2 separate regions of the Arabidopsis thaliana genome follow, and region 2 is linked to region 1. The links are chromatin contacts, called in public capture Hi-C maps. All regions are on one chromosome and are shown on one strand. The core of a region is the stretch at or near the end of the contact, and the rest is flanking DNA. Distances in the headings are between cores, read along the strand shown. Region 1 holds the start of MPK5 (MAP kinase 5). Region 2 holds the start of OSM34 (osmotin 34).

Region 1 (7,058 bases), core at 2,261-4,760:
GAAAGCGGTTGCTCACCAGCCTGTGACTGCCGTTGTCGATTCCAGCAGCCGAGAGTTTCAGCTTTATGAATCGGTAAAAAAATTCATTCTTTAGATTTTCGTTAGAAAACGTTCTTTAGTTGAAAAAAGAATTTCACTGATTATTATTTTTATTTTATTTTTCTAAAAGGGAGTGTTTGACGGAACTTGCGGAACAAACCTAAACCATGGTGTTGTTGTGGTCGGGTATGGAACCGAGAATGGTCGTGACTACTGGATTGTGAAAAACTCGAGGGGCGACACATGGGGGGAGGCTGGCTACATGAAGATGGCTCGCAACATTGCCAATCCAAGAGGCCTATGTGGCATCGCAATGCGAGCTTCATACCCTCTCAAGAACTCGTTTTCTACGGATAAAGTTTCGGTTGCCTAATAATATGAACTAAATGTATGCCATGGAACGGATCGGTTAAGCCATTATCGTTATTCGACTTTGAAGGAAACTAAAAAATAATGTGGTCGATTGGTTTGGTTTTGTTATATATTATGCATTTGTATGGGGGTCAGTCAATGTTTGAACTTTGTATAATATTTCTTTGGGTCTAGTGATAAATATTTTCCCTTTTGCGAAAAAGGTACTTGTGTGAGACGAGATTGATGAGTGATTCTGAATTTGGGGAATGATAGTTCCCAACTACACTTTAAATCCAGTGATTATAAAGCGTATTAGAGATTATAAATTAAGGTTACAATTGAATTTTTTTTAGATTTAATCGGAACTAGACCTATGCCACTAACGATGTTTAGTTAATGTTAACTGAGTGCCGTCTTGGCATTGTTTGAAACAAATTTGGTATTCAAATCTTCAATGAGATAGTATCATACTACTAAAAAATTGAAACTTAGGTCTTTTTTGGCATTGTTTCCTTATATGGTTAAACATTAAATACTTACATTTCTTCTTCTTGATATATCGTATGGTGGAGGTTATATCACCTCATTTATGTTTTGTATTTAAGGATCGGTGGTGGAGATCTATAACATCATTCATGTTTGGTTCGTGTCTTTGTAGGGAGCTGTTGGGAGTTCTCGACACGATGGTGACAAGGAGAATTTAACACTTTGACTGAGCAAGACTTGATTGATTCATTCTAATAAAGAAAATTATGGTTGTGGAGGAGGCAAAATCGAGACCGCGGATGAGTTCATATATAAGTAGCAATGGTGGTCTTGGTATCGACAAGTATTATCCATATAAGGCTGTTACTGGAGCTTGCGACGGCCCCTCAAGATTGGTAGTTACAAACTTACAATCATAGAGATTAGGTATCATGTCTAACAAAAAACAAAAGTAATTCTTGAAAAAATAAAAATAAATTGTAAGTAGCATATAATACCAAGAATGTTATGAGTGATAGTATGAGAACCAGCCTGTGACTGTTGTCATTGATTCAAGCGATCGGAAATTTCACTTTATTTATCAATAATATATATAACATTCATATTTTTCAAAATAACTATATCTTAATAGAAGTCTCACGATTCGATACTTCGATCGACCACAACCAGACGTAGTCTCGTGTGATTGTGTGACTAACTTTAAAAACAACAATAATGAAATCAAAACACGAAAATCTAATTCTTACGTCCTTGTTTTTTAAATTCTCTTACGTCAATTCTTACCTTTGCGACCAAAAGAACATGTTAAATTTAAACCTACTAATTTCCGATTTAAATTTCTTAATCTTGTTACTATGAACCAAAAATTACACAATCTTTTCCCACGGAACAAAGATTATTTATTAGTATCCATATACATACAAATATACAATACACTCAAGCCACTCATATTTCGTACTTGATCAAGATATTTTCCCCCGGTAAAATCCAATTTAGAATTGTACAACATATATATTGGAAGTTCCGTTGTGTCATACCGTCACACTAATAATACAGCATACCAATAATAGAGCGCAAACGTTTCACATTGAATAGTTCACCACATATCAACTTGAGTAAATTATTATGCTTAGAGTTGTTGTCTTTTTGTTTTTTTATTTTTTTTGAATATCTGGAAATTCAAACTCAAAGACCTTACATTTTCTAGAGGCGGGATCCACACCAGATTAAATTCATATCCTTTGGGAAAGAAATCTCTTCCAACATGCCTCAAACCCAGTATTTCTAACTGAGAGATTTACCTACATAATTCAACAATCATGTCTATTATGTTTTCAATTTAGGATATCTAAAAATATTGTGAAGATAAACGAAACAAAACTTGAGGGAAAAAAAACAGTCACGTGAGTCATGAGTTATAAAGCATGGATAATGTTGGAGATCTAATTAATCTAATTGAATGCCACATCAAATTAAGCCAATCAGTGGAGAAGATCAATAATAAAAGTGAATTGGATCTGCCACTACACTTTTAGCATGAATATGGCTAAAAGAGATTGGTATTGGTAATGGTATCGTTGTCGGAGATTGTCGTACCAATTAAATAACATGTAATTATTGGATATATATTATATTGTGTCGGCCTAGTCATATTTGATGTGTAAGTGCGAGTGATTTGAGTTAGATATGGGGTATTTTACGAGGAAAATATTGAACAATTTAGGGTATTTTAAGGGTTGTAGTTTGAGCATCACAAGTTAATTATATTTAGGTTCTGCGTAAATTTGACTCAAAAGATTAAGTTATCAAAAGAAACCTCGTATAATATGATCCATATTAATTTTCTTTTTTTTATATAGAAAAGTTGAAGATTATGAGTAAATTGGTAAACTCGCGATATTCCAGAGTTCAAAACGTAATTTTAATGACAATTTGGTGAATAGTATAAATTAATATATTAAGTAAAAGATAACATTCTATTCGATATTGGTTTAATATGTCAACTGTTATATGTACATATAAGATGTTACTGATATATTAAGTGAATAATATGATATTCACCAAAAAAAATTGTATAATGAATGTGACTTTGAGTTGAAAGTTTGAAAACGAAGAGACTATAACATTTGAAGGAATCTATGGAATACGGGTGTGGAACCAATAGTGGAGGCCCTCTTCATAAACCGAGTTTCCCGAGATCCAAATTGTGCTGATGGAGCGGTTTCTAACGTTCTTGTCGATAATACTTGCAAGCTTGGCCGAAGGAACAGAAGAGTTACCATGACGTCTACCATTACGCTCGCACCACAAAGTATGAATTGATTATATGGAATACATACCTTAGAATGAAAGTATGTAGTTTTGGATGAGAATCATCAAGTAGAAGAGGAGAGATTAAACTCCAACTTGTATTGTATCTCAGTATCTGTTGCGAAGAATTCCTTTAGTGAGAGATGTGTATTGATAGGTGAAAAGGAAAAGGTCTCTTACTTTCATATTACGTGGGCCTCATAACATAGACCAGAGCTGATAGCATACCTCTCTCTATATTAAATAGATGGGCCAGGCCCAAACGTTTACCCATCTGTATTTATTACAAAGTACACGTGGCTGATGGACATGTGACGATACGTTTTGACCTATTCAAAATATTCAAACTAATGAAAAAGAGTCGTTGTCCTCTGACGCGTCTCTCTCTATCTCCTTAGATTTTCAAAGTTTTCAACATTCAACAAAATCATTATTTTAATTTTGCAGAGACGAATCGAATCGATCTCATCTCCAAAAATCTTGTATTCAAAGTTTGATTTTCTGGGTTTCTTCTGTATTATCTCGATATTTGAAAAAAATGGCGAAGGAAATTGAATCAGCGACAGATTTAGGTGATACTAACATCAAAGGAGTTCTTGTTCATGGAGGAAGATATTTTCAATACAATGTTTATGGAAACTTGTTTGAAGTTTCTAATAAGTATGTTCCTCCTATTCGACCTATTGGTAGAGGAGCTTACGGTTTTGTCTGGTACAACTTCTACCCTTTTGTGTATTTCATATTCTTGTTTCTTACTTAGTATTTGTAACCCTAATTAGATAAAGAACTAAGTATTGGTATAGGTTTTTGAATTAGGGTTGCTTGCAAAATTTGATCTTTTTTGGATTTAAGAAAGGTTCTGTCTTCAAAATCATAGTTTAAATTGAATGAATTTGATGATTTGTTTGTGTTTGTGTTTATGTATAAGCAAAATGATTCATGAGAGTATTGGTTTATTGTTATAGTGCTGCAGTAGATTCGGAGACACACGAAGAGATTGCGATAAAGAAGATAGGTAAAGCCTTTGATAATAAAGTAGATGCAAAGAGAACATTGAGAGAGATTAAGCTACTTCGTCATTTAGAACACGAGAACGTAAGTTTTGTACTCTATTTTCGCGGTAAACGATTAGAGTTTCTAGCTAATGTGGTCTTGACTTGTACAGGTTGTTGTTATAAAAGATATCATTAGACCACCAAAGAAGGAAGATTTCGTTGATGTTTATATAGTTTTTGAGTTAATGGATACTGATCTTCATCAGATTATTCGATCAAACCAATCTTTGAATGATGATCATTGTCAGGTACGGTTTTTACTCTGCTATATTTGATACTATGGTTGATTTAATCACAAGTGATTCACTTTTTCTTCTTTTGCAGTACTTCTTGTATCAGATTCTACGAGGACTCAAATATATTCATTCAGCAAATGTTTTACATCGTGACCTTAAGCCGAGTAATTTGCTTTTGAATTCGAATTGCGATCTTAAGATTACTGACTTTGGTTTGGCAAGGACTACATCAGAAACAGAGTATATGACAGAGTATGTTGTAACACGATGGTACAGAGCACCAGAGCTGCTTCTTAATAGTTCTGAGTATACATCTGCTATTGATGTATGGTCTGTTGGTTGCATATTTGCTGAGATTATGACAAGGGAACCGCTTTTCCCGGGGAAGGATTACGTTCATCAGCTTAAACTTATCACTGAGGTATGATGTTCTGTTTTAGAAAGATCTGTACAAATGTTGGAAACTTTTATTTGTGTGTTGCAATGTGTTTATGAGTTGTTTCATGTGGTTGAGTAGTTGATAGGATCACCTGATGGAGCGAGTCTAGAGTTTCTCAGAAGCGCGAACGCGAGAAAATATGTTAAGGAGCTACCTAAGTTCCCAAGACAAAACTTTTCAGCTAGGTTTCCTAGTATGAATTCTACAGCTATCGATCTACTAGAGAAAATGCTCGTGTTTGATCCAGTAAAACGTATCACGGGTATGATGAGAAAAATTGTACATAGCGAGATTGGCATATGGGTGATGAATCCTTGATCATACTCTTTGTTTTGCAGTTGAGGAAGCACTGTGTTATCCTTACTTGTCAGCTCTTCACGACCTTAACGACGAGCCTGTTTGTTCCAACCATTTCAGTTTCCATTTTGAGGATCCGTCTTCCACTGAAGAAGAGATAAAGGAGCTTGTGTGGCTCGAATCTGTGAAGTTCAATCCTCTGCCGAGCATTTAAAACATTATTTAAGAAGGGGAAAGCAAGTTTTATACTCTGACATTGAGCAAAACAAATTAGTAGTGTTTAAGCTCTGTTTCTCCTTCATCTCATGTTGATCGTTGTTTAAGCTATTTCACTAGTTAAAAAAGCTGTCTTGCAACTCAAGAAATTGTTCTATAAGGATCCTTGTAACCCAAGACATATCTTTAGTAGTTATGTCCATTCTTATTATCAGGATGTCTTAGATAGTGTTCTGTTTCTTCTACATATCATGTTGTTATCTTGTAACTCAAGAAATTAAATTAAAAAGCTATCTTTGTTTAGACTTGTATCATGTCACTTGGATTGTACTCGTAGAAAATGGGAAAAACTCGATGTGTTTATTCATCTCCAGCAGTTTCTTCAAGCACTACGTCGAGCTCTTGCAAATTTTGGTAATGAACACTAGTTCGATCCTTCACTCTCGAAACTCGACAAAAAAGTCTATCAACTTCGTCTCTTGACTCTATTCGAGTGATATTTTCATCATCTAGAAGGACGTTGATCCCACTCCTTCGTAACGCGGCTCTAAGAAGGCTGGAGAACTTGTTGCGGATCTCTCGACTCCGAAAACTTATGTAAACTTGATGTTGCGGCGTAATCTAGAGATTTTACAATGATTAGCCACTAGATTTATACAATAATTATATATATATAATTAACATACAGTATGTTCTTTTGTACACACCTTTTTTTTTTCTTTGTCATTGGCAATATTTCAATTTCTCTAATTCTAGAACTACATAATTTTTGATTTAATAGGATTACGTACGTGTGATGAGGAAACGTTGTCAAGCATTGCCTTAACCTTCTCGACGATTTCATTTACGAAGGTTGCTTGGTTGCTTCCAAAACAAAGTAAGAAAGAAAACAAATCATATAAGTATGATAACAATGTCGCAAATGGAAGAAACTACTGTTAAATGACCTCATTTTTAGTACGTAAGATTTTGAAAGTTATAAAGACTAATTTCCACATATTAGGAATCTAACATTCAAATATTAAAAGATTTAATACTGTTTATACATAGTCAATACTCAATACATTCATTTTTAACTCGGTTTGGAGAATGTATTGTTTACTAGATTTTAACCCGCGGTATACTGCGAGAACAATTTTATTTTTAAATTAGTATATATTAAAGTTTGCAAATTAAATCTATTTATATAATATTTTTATTTTATAGTTTACAATTGTTATTAAATAACGTCTTGTCAAACTCGTCCCGCCAAATCCGTCCCGTAAAAAACCCGCGGTACACCGCTAATTTAAATATATAATTAAAATAAATATTTTACGGGATTGCAATTGTATTTTGGTTTGTCAAACAAATATTTGTTTTAAATAGTTGCCAAAATCTAGCTCAAATTTTGGAGAAATAAGATTTATTGTATAGATAAAGAATGTATTTAGGTGTGTTTTGCTCATTTTAAGGGATTGCAATTGTATTTTGGTTTGTCAAACATTTTTTGTTTTAAATAGTTGCTGAAATCTAGTTCAGATTTTGGAGAAATCTGCATGACATATGAGATTAGAATATATTTGGAATATTTTTCGTTTGTTAATTAATTTATTACCAAAAAAAACAATAATTAAAAGTCAGTGA
Region 2 (7,285 bases), core at 2,053-4,552, 130 kb after region 1:
CTATGAAGCAGATATAGAACAGAAAATTTCTCAAACTCTGTATCATTCCTTCTCTAAACATTTTTTTTTTGCTATCAGGCCGGTGGTGAGGGACTTGGTAGATGATGTTGTCACCTTGGAAGAGTGTGAAATAATCGAAGCCATGAAAATGTGCTATGAGATACTGAAGGTCTCTGTGGAACCAAGTGGAGCTATTGGCCTTGCAGCAGTTTTATCAAACAGTTTCCGCAACAATCCTTCTTGTCGTGATTGCAAAAACATAGGAATTGTACTCTCAGGAGGTAATGTTGATTTGGGCTCTCTATGGGATTCATTTAAGAGTTCAAAATAAACACCTTTGCTTATTGCATTTCTTTCACGACTTCCTTAGATATCAATGAGAATGGCTGTATTATCCATTAAGTCGTTGATCTTATGATTATATGCGTACTCATATCTACGTACACACTTACTCACATACAAGAGAGAGACGAATCTCTACTCTTAATTATTTGATGCTCCTTTGTAACCAAATAACTACCTGGGTCAATCGGGAGCTTTGAGTCCCGTAGCACCTAGCTTAGCGCCTAAGGACGAAACACGACCCTGTAGTTTAGTGGAACTACAAGTGAAAGTGCTTGTTCGGTCGTCTTGTGGATAGTTGTAGGCGTCGGGACACCTATGTTTGAAGAATCTTGAGAACCCAGTGCTGCTACATGAACCTTGTCCGTTCGTATAACAGTACTGGTTTGACCTATAAACCGTACACGGGTTGTTGCAACCGCCCAGGGCTCTCAAGTCGTTTGGACACTGTCCTTCTATGTCTGCATTGCATATTATCCGGTGGCAATTCGAGCTTGTCGGGCTGGAAACAATTCACACCAACAAAACACTATCATCATCGATTCAAAACATTTTAAAATAGACTTTCGATTGTTGTTTTCTTTTTCTCGAGCAGAAAATTTAGGTTTGTAGGTTTATGTTCCATTTGTTTTTAGGAAAAAAAAACAAAATTATGAAAGATTTTGATGATATTCTTACCTAAACTCCATAGGAATGTTAAATCCATCCACAAGTGAGATGTCGTAGAAGTCTACGTTATTGTAGTGGGAGAGTCCCTTGCCCTTGCATTTAAGATGCAGAGTTTGGATTCAATCCTAGCAATATTAATGATTTTTTAGTCAGTTGTGTTTATAAATGGACTCAAAAAGCTTTCTTGCTTTAGGCATACATTAATTTACTCTGGACAGGTTTTGAGAAAATATACAGTGGACCTGATGATAAAAGAAAACAAAATTGCTGATTTAAGTAAACAAAATCTTACATTGGAACTTTTCATATGTAAAATTTTAGGTCTACTAAAGGAATTGTATATTCTGTGGTATATACTTTTACGTCCAATCTTTAATTGATTCATTGGAGACCGATCAATATTAATGTTAAACTCAACTACACCTAAAAGTCAAATTCCTGATGCTAAAATATTTAGTTTCACTAAACGTAATTCTCCCGAAAGCAGCCACGAATCGGTCTACATGATTTTACACACGCAATTAGACATTGAATTGTCTAAGGATATAATATTGTTTATTAGTCAGTTTATCCAACTTTATCAATAATTAATTATAGAAATTTTGACTTGAAAAAGTTAGTGATCTACTAGATTTTGTGTTTCTTCTGTATATTCGCAAACTCAAACCAACACAAGAACAATAAATGAGCTCAGTAGATTCCAATGTAAAATCTTGCAAACAAAAATTAAGATGTTTTCTTTAAGATATTTGCCAAATACTACTATACTGGAACATAAAGTTTTCTTTGTAGTATACGTAATCCAAAATCATAATTTTCTTTTTTCTAAACTTGATTTTCGGAAAATTATCAATCACAAAAATGAAAAAAATTATATTTTTCAATGTGAAAATGTTATTTGGGAGAAAGAATATTTTAATTTTCTAAATAATATATAGCATATTTATTTCAAGCATATAGTAAAAAATACAAGAATGATCTTCATTGTATCGAAGCGAAATTGTTATTTTTACATTAATTGATCGGAAAGAGAAAAATAAGTCCAACTTATACGTGGGTCGACTAACGTAATTATTATTGCATGCCTTATTATAATCCATTAAGTGTTTATGGTAACGTATATATGATCACGTCACACGTACGCATATCTACGTACACCCTCACACACACACACATACAGTAGATACGAGTCTATTAATTCTCCTCGGTGACCATCTTGATCGGGAGCTGGTGGGATCCAGTAGCACCGAGCCTAGACCTTGGACAAAACACGACCCTGTAGTTAGTGTTGGTGCAAGTGAAAGTGCTAGTCGGGTCATCTTGTGGATAGCTGTAAGCGTCAGGGCATCTCTGCTTAAAGAATCTTGAGTACTCAGTATCGCTACATGATCCCTGACCGTTCGTACAACAGTATTGGTTCGTCTGAAATACAGTACACGGGTTGTTGCATCCACCTGGGGCTCTCAACACGTTTGGACATTGTCCGTTTATGTCTGCGGTACATAGTATCCGATGGCAGTTCGAACTAGTTGGGCTGGAGATAGCACGCCAAAATAAGAAAGACAAATCATTATCGAGTCGTGTAAGAACCTAAAACGTTTAGAAGTATGAAATATAATTGTTCTCTTTTTTTATTATCTTTTTTTTTCTTGCATAGTAGAAAAAATGATTTTAACGCTTGTATATTATGTTAAATGTCAAGAGATTTTTACGTTTAGGAGTTCGAATTTATGAATAAAGCAAAAACTAAGTAGAACTTGTGAAACGATAATGGTGATATTCTTACCTAAACTCCATAGGTATGTTAAATCCATCGACAAGTGAGATATCGTAGAAGTCTAAGTTGTTGAATTGGTTCAAAGCGTACTCAGCCAACGTGTTTGGTGGCTGTCCCCAGCCAGTACATTGGAGTCCACCACTGCAGTCACCAGTTTGGCATCGGCCACGACCTGAGGAGTCAAAGTTACAATTGGTCCTACCCCAAATCCGTGCCATTTTAGTGCCCGCCGCGACATCTAGCCTCCATGATTGGCCAGCATCTAGACGTCGGCCACCTCCAGGGCTTGCGGCAGCCCACACGGTGTAACTACATTGGTTTAGGATTTCGAATGTGGCGGCTGTTGCGGTGGAGATGAGCAAAAGTGCGGAAAATATGAAAGTAGAGACCAAGAGGTTTGCCATTTTTTAGTTCTACTACTTTTATGTATGTGTGATCTATTGATAATATTACTATGGATTTTATATAGAGGTAAATGGTTACGTATTAGTTTGATTATTTTATTTTTTAATTAGTATTTGCATTTTTGAAGTTATCTAGATGATGAATGTTAATATGCTTTAATCATTTTAATAGGTTGGGGCGGCTTGACTATGTTTGATGGCTTGCGCTAACTTGCGCATAAGTCTTATTTCTAGATTGGGGTGTAGAATTAGGAGACACTACAAGTGACTTTGCTGTTTTACTATAGTTAAATACTATAAAACAAATCAATATTAATTTTAGATACAACCTTATTAAGTTGTAACTAAGAGAAATACTGAAATAGCTTAAAAAATTCATATTTTAAATGCATGATAAGAAAACTAATTTTGATCAAAAAAAAAAAAGATAACAAAACTTTTGTTAATTTTGATTGAGATTACAAATCAAGATTGAGTGGGATTACGAGCTGAAGTAGATTTGAGATTACGAACTAAAGAACTAAAGTGTCAGATTTGGTAAATGGTATCACACTTAATTTTGGAGTTTCAATTGGATAAGAGAAGCAAAACATTGAAAGAACAAGTTTGAAGATCTTCAATTCACGATCGAGCTGATGGAGAATTTCCTCAAGATTTTGTCTTTCTTTAATCAATTTTGTATCCACATGTAATTTCACAAGTCTTACAGTCTGACTATGTTGCTTCCTTATAATTTAATAAAACATATATAACCACAACTATATCAAGTATTTCATTCGTGCACGAAATAACGATCATGCGTGGTGCACACTAATTTAAGTAATTGTACTATATTAGAGAGATAAATGATGAAATATCGATGTCAATTTTATTATTTTCGTTAAATAGTATAAATATAAGTTTGTTGTTGAAAAAAAAGGATAAATATCATTTGAGATTACCGGGCATTTCTTATTATATAGTCCAAATTTTTTGTAGTTTTTAAGTTTCGATGACTATCATGTATATTGATGTGGACATTTTACTAACTTACTTTTTCAAATTTTTTCTATCGGACATTTACTATTTTTATTTTCTTATCAAAGATATATTTTATATCGTCAACCAATCTAGAAGTATTTATATTTCTAAAACAATTAGAGAAGAGGAAAAAACCCTCTTAGCAAGCCGATCAACAGCTTGATTACAACTCGAACGAACAAAATTCTAATGCAAGTCCTTAATTATAGTGTAGAGAACATCTTGAGACTTGAGTGTATAGAGATCTACTAATTTAAGTTGTAAATACTTGGACCTTGGGACTTCGAAGTTATATCACAAGATTGGTTCAGATGTCCAACAACTGAAAACATGGTGCAGCCCATTGCCCAATTACGAAGGAAAGTAATGGATTTCTTAATTCTTTAGCGAGTAAAATTTTTCACACGTAAGCATAACTTTTACTATTTTATCATTCTTTGTTATTATTTTGTGTTTTGATGGTTTGTATTATGTTTGTATCTTTTGTTTGAAAGTAATATACGTAGATGTTAAAAAAATGAATGTTACGAATTCATAATTTCAACTTCACGTTTTAATTTTGTCCATAAACAACGGCAGTGGCGGAGCCAGAAAAGTTTATTATGGTGGTCAAATATTAGTTTAACATGAGTCATAGGGGTCAGCTGAGATGAATCAAGCCAAAATATACCATTATATACCAATTAAATAAGCATGTAAATAAGAATTTTAAAATGTTATGGGGTCAACTGACCCCCTTGGTTATGAGTTAGCTCCGCCACTGGACAACGGTGTGTAAATAATAATTTATCCTAATACAGAGAGATTAATGTGAACAAAACAACATACTTAACAAATTTATTCATTGATTTTCTTAAAAATAATCATCGTAGTAACCATTGGTATATTCAAAACTTTTTCCAAAAATTTCTTCAACGATGATACTCGTCTTGAAAAATCATGTGACATCTATTGGCACACATACATCCTAGTGGTGCAGCCAAAAGTTTTGTTTACGAGGGTCATAATTATTTTTCTTTAAATAATAAATTATATATTTAAAATATATTTTTTTCAAGATTTTTTAAAATTTTCTAACTAAACCAAACTAAATAATCTAATTTTCTTAATATTATATATAAATATGTAGTTTTTAATATGTTTCACTTGGCAAATAAATAATATTTGTAGGTCATCATCTTTCTTATTTCTAGTTGTATTATGGACATTTATTTTCAAATTTTTTTTTTTATTAAAGTACTGTATATAGTATATTATTGTGTTTATCTTGCCTTTTTTATTATCTATACTATTAATTGGGAAGTATCGTGTGAACTACAACATTGTAAGGGTAGTTTAAAATTAACTAAATGAATTTTTTGCATGGGTAATTTAATAAATTAACAACTACTCCAACTAAATAAATAGAGAATATTACATTCTAAGACACTTTTCTCAAACAATTTCCGAGATACGACACTTTCAAAACACAAGGCACTTCTAATATAAAAATTGTCCATTTTGTCTTCAAACCAATTTCGGTTCAATTCTTTAATTTTAATTTCTAAACGAAAATCAATTTGTAAGAAACCTCTCTTTCTCACCCAATCCCCCACGACGACTTTACAATTTCTGTTTGTTTCCATCTTCATAATTGTTGCTTTCTCACTTCTCAATGTCAATACACATCGATTTCTCCTCCCAATACCGTTTCAATTTCCTCGTACTACTCCCTTACGACTGACAATGATCAATCCTTCTTCCATTACTTCCACCATCTTCTTCGATTATGCGTGACGGCTCAACAATGCAGGTAAGTGCATGCCCAAATAATTTTATCCGATTTCATCTTCTGTTCTGGGTCATTAGCTGCGAATCTCATATATGTTTACTCTCGGTGAGGACTCGTCCTCGATGCCTGTAACGTCTTTGAGATTGTTTCTCTTGTTTTGTTGTCGGATTTGCGTTTGTGGAACTCGATTCAAAAAGCTAATATGTCTCATGGGATATACGAGTTTGCTTTTGAGCTTTACATAAGAATGCGTGAACGAGATCTCACAGAGTAATTGTCATGTCTTGATTAGATTTTGACTTTTCATTGCATGAATCTTAAGTCACTGTCCATTTATACATTGTTAAATGAAACAATTGATCTTATATTCTCTTTGATTCAATTTTGCAGATGATTCCTTGCACTACATTAAATTATATCACAAACGGACGTACTGTGCATCCATGAATTCAACTTAATTCAAATGATTGGTGACCATAGATGATAGAACAAACAAATATGGTTAGCTGGATGCTTACTTATTGATGTCATCCAAGAGAATCTGTCCATTCAGAAGCAAACATGGATATTGTGCTCATTCTATTCACTATATAAGTATATATGTTTCTTGTTATATTTAGGATTAGTATACAATTTTGGTTATAATGATGGGAGTTTCCATACACAAGTGAATAAATGGTCAAAGAAAAATGAACGATGATGTACTTTGAATTGGCGTTTGAATTGGTGATTATTGTTCATGTATAAACTTGTGTATTGAAATGAAACAACCCCGTAAGTCACTAGATGACCACATGGACTAGACCGCTTGGACAGTCATCAATGGACACTTGTGTCTTTGATTTACTTTAAATGTGTTTTATTGGTCGGTAAAATTACCATTTTTTGTATGAGTTTAGTGTTTGTTTTTACGGTTTCAGATTTAGTGGAGAAAGATCATGGGTTGAGGGTTTGGGTTTAATTTTAGGGTAAGTAAATTAGGATTTAGTGCAAACCGTTAAGGGTAGAGGGTTTACACACTTGTATGAACCATTTTTGAATATAATCATAAGAATATCACCATATGAATGATCCTATATTTTACAGCTCTTAGATTGAAATGTCTTAGCTGCACAAACAGATACACGAAAGATGAGTAACACCAAATCTAAACATTGTTCACCAAAATCAAATACAAGAACACTTCATTAGTTGGAGAACATATATTCAAAGAGTAATGGACGGATTCCTATAGCTGACAGTCCGCAAGTACGTGTTCATATATGATATTAAGAAGTAGAGATGTATTCATGTAAAGGAGAA

What was found. Capture Hi-C pulls out chosen DNA fragments and counts their contacts.
Region 2: a contact with region 1 is called in a capture Hi-C map of seedling, with 1.8 times the contacts expected there. The contact joins the promoter of OSM34 here to the promoter of MPK5 in region 1.

What each region holds. Positions count from the first base shown.
Region 1 is chr4:6,888,416-6,895,473 of TAIR10.1, forward strand. MPK5 (MAP kinase 5) reads left to right here and starts at 3,511. Exons shown (of 6, transcript NM_117204.7): 1 at 3,511-3,900; 2 at 4,155-4,284; 3 at 4,355-4,492; 4 at 4,569-4,901; 5 at 4,998-5,181; 6 at 5,258-5,868. The coding sequence starts at 3,728. The coding sequence ends at 5,430. AT4G11320 (Papain family cysteine protease) reads left to right here. Exons shown (of 4, transcript NM_117203.4): 3 at 1-73; 4 at 170-1,464. The coding sequence ends at 412. AT4G11340 (Disease resistance protein (TIR-NBS-LRR class) family) reads right to left here. Exons shown (of 6, transcript NM_117205.1): 5 at 6,224-6,296; 6 at 5,793-6,053. The coding sequence ends at 5,793.
Region 2 is chr4:7,022,922-7,030,206 of TAIR10.1, forward strand. It overlaps OSM34 (osmotin 34), which reads right to left and starts at 3,303. Exons shown (of 2, transcript NM_117234.3): 1 at 2,798-3,303; 2 at 1,931-2,545. The coding sequence starts at 3,192. The coding sequence ends at 2,206. SR (serine racemase) reads left to right here. Exons shown (of 5, transcript NM_117233.3): 5 at 79-397. The coding sequence ends at 331. It also overlaps the pseudogene AT4G11642 and AT4G05905.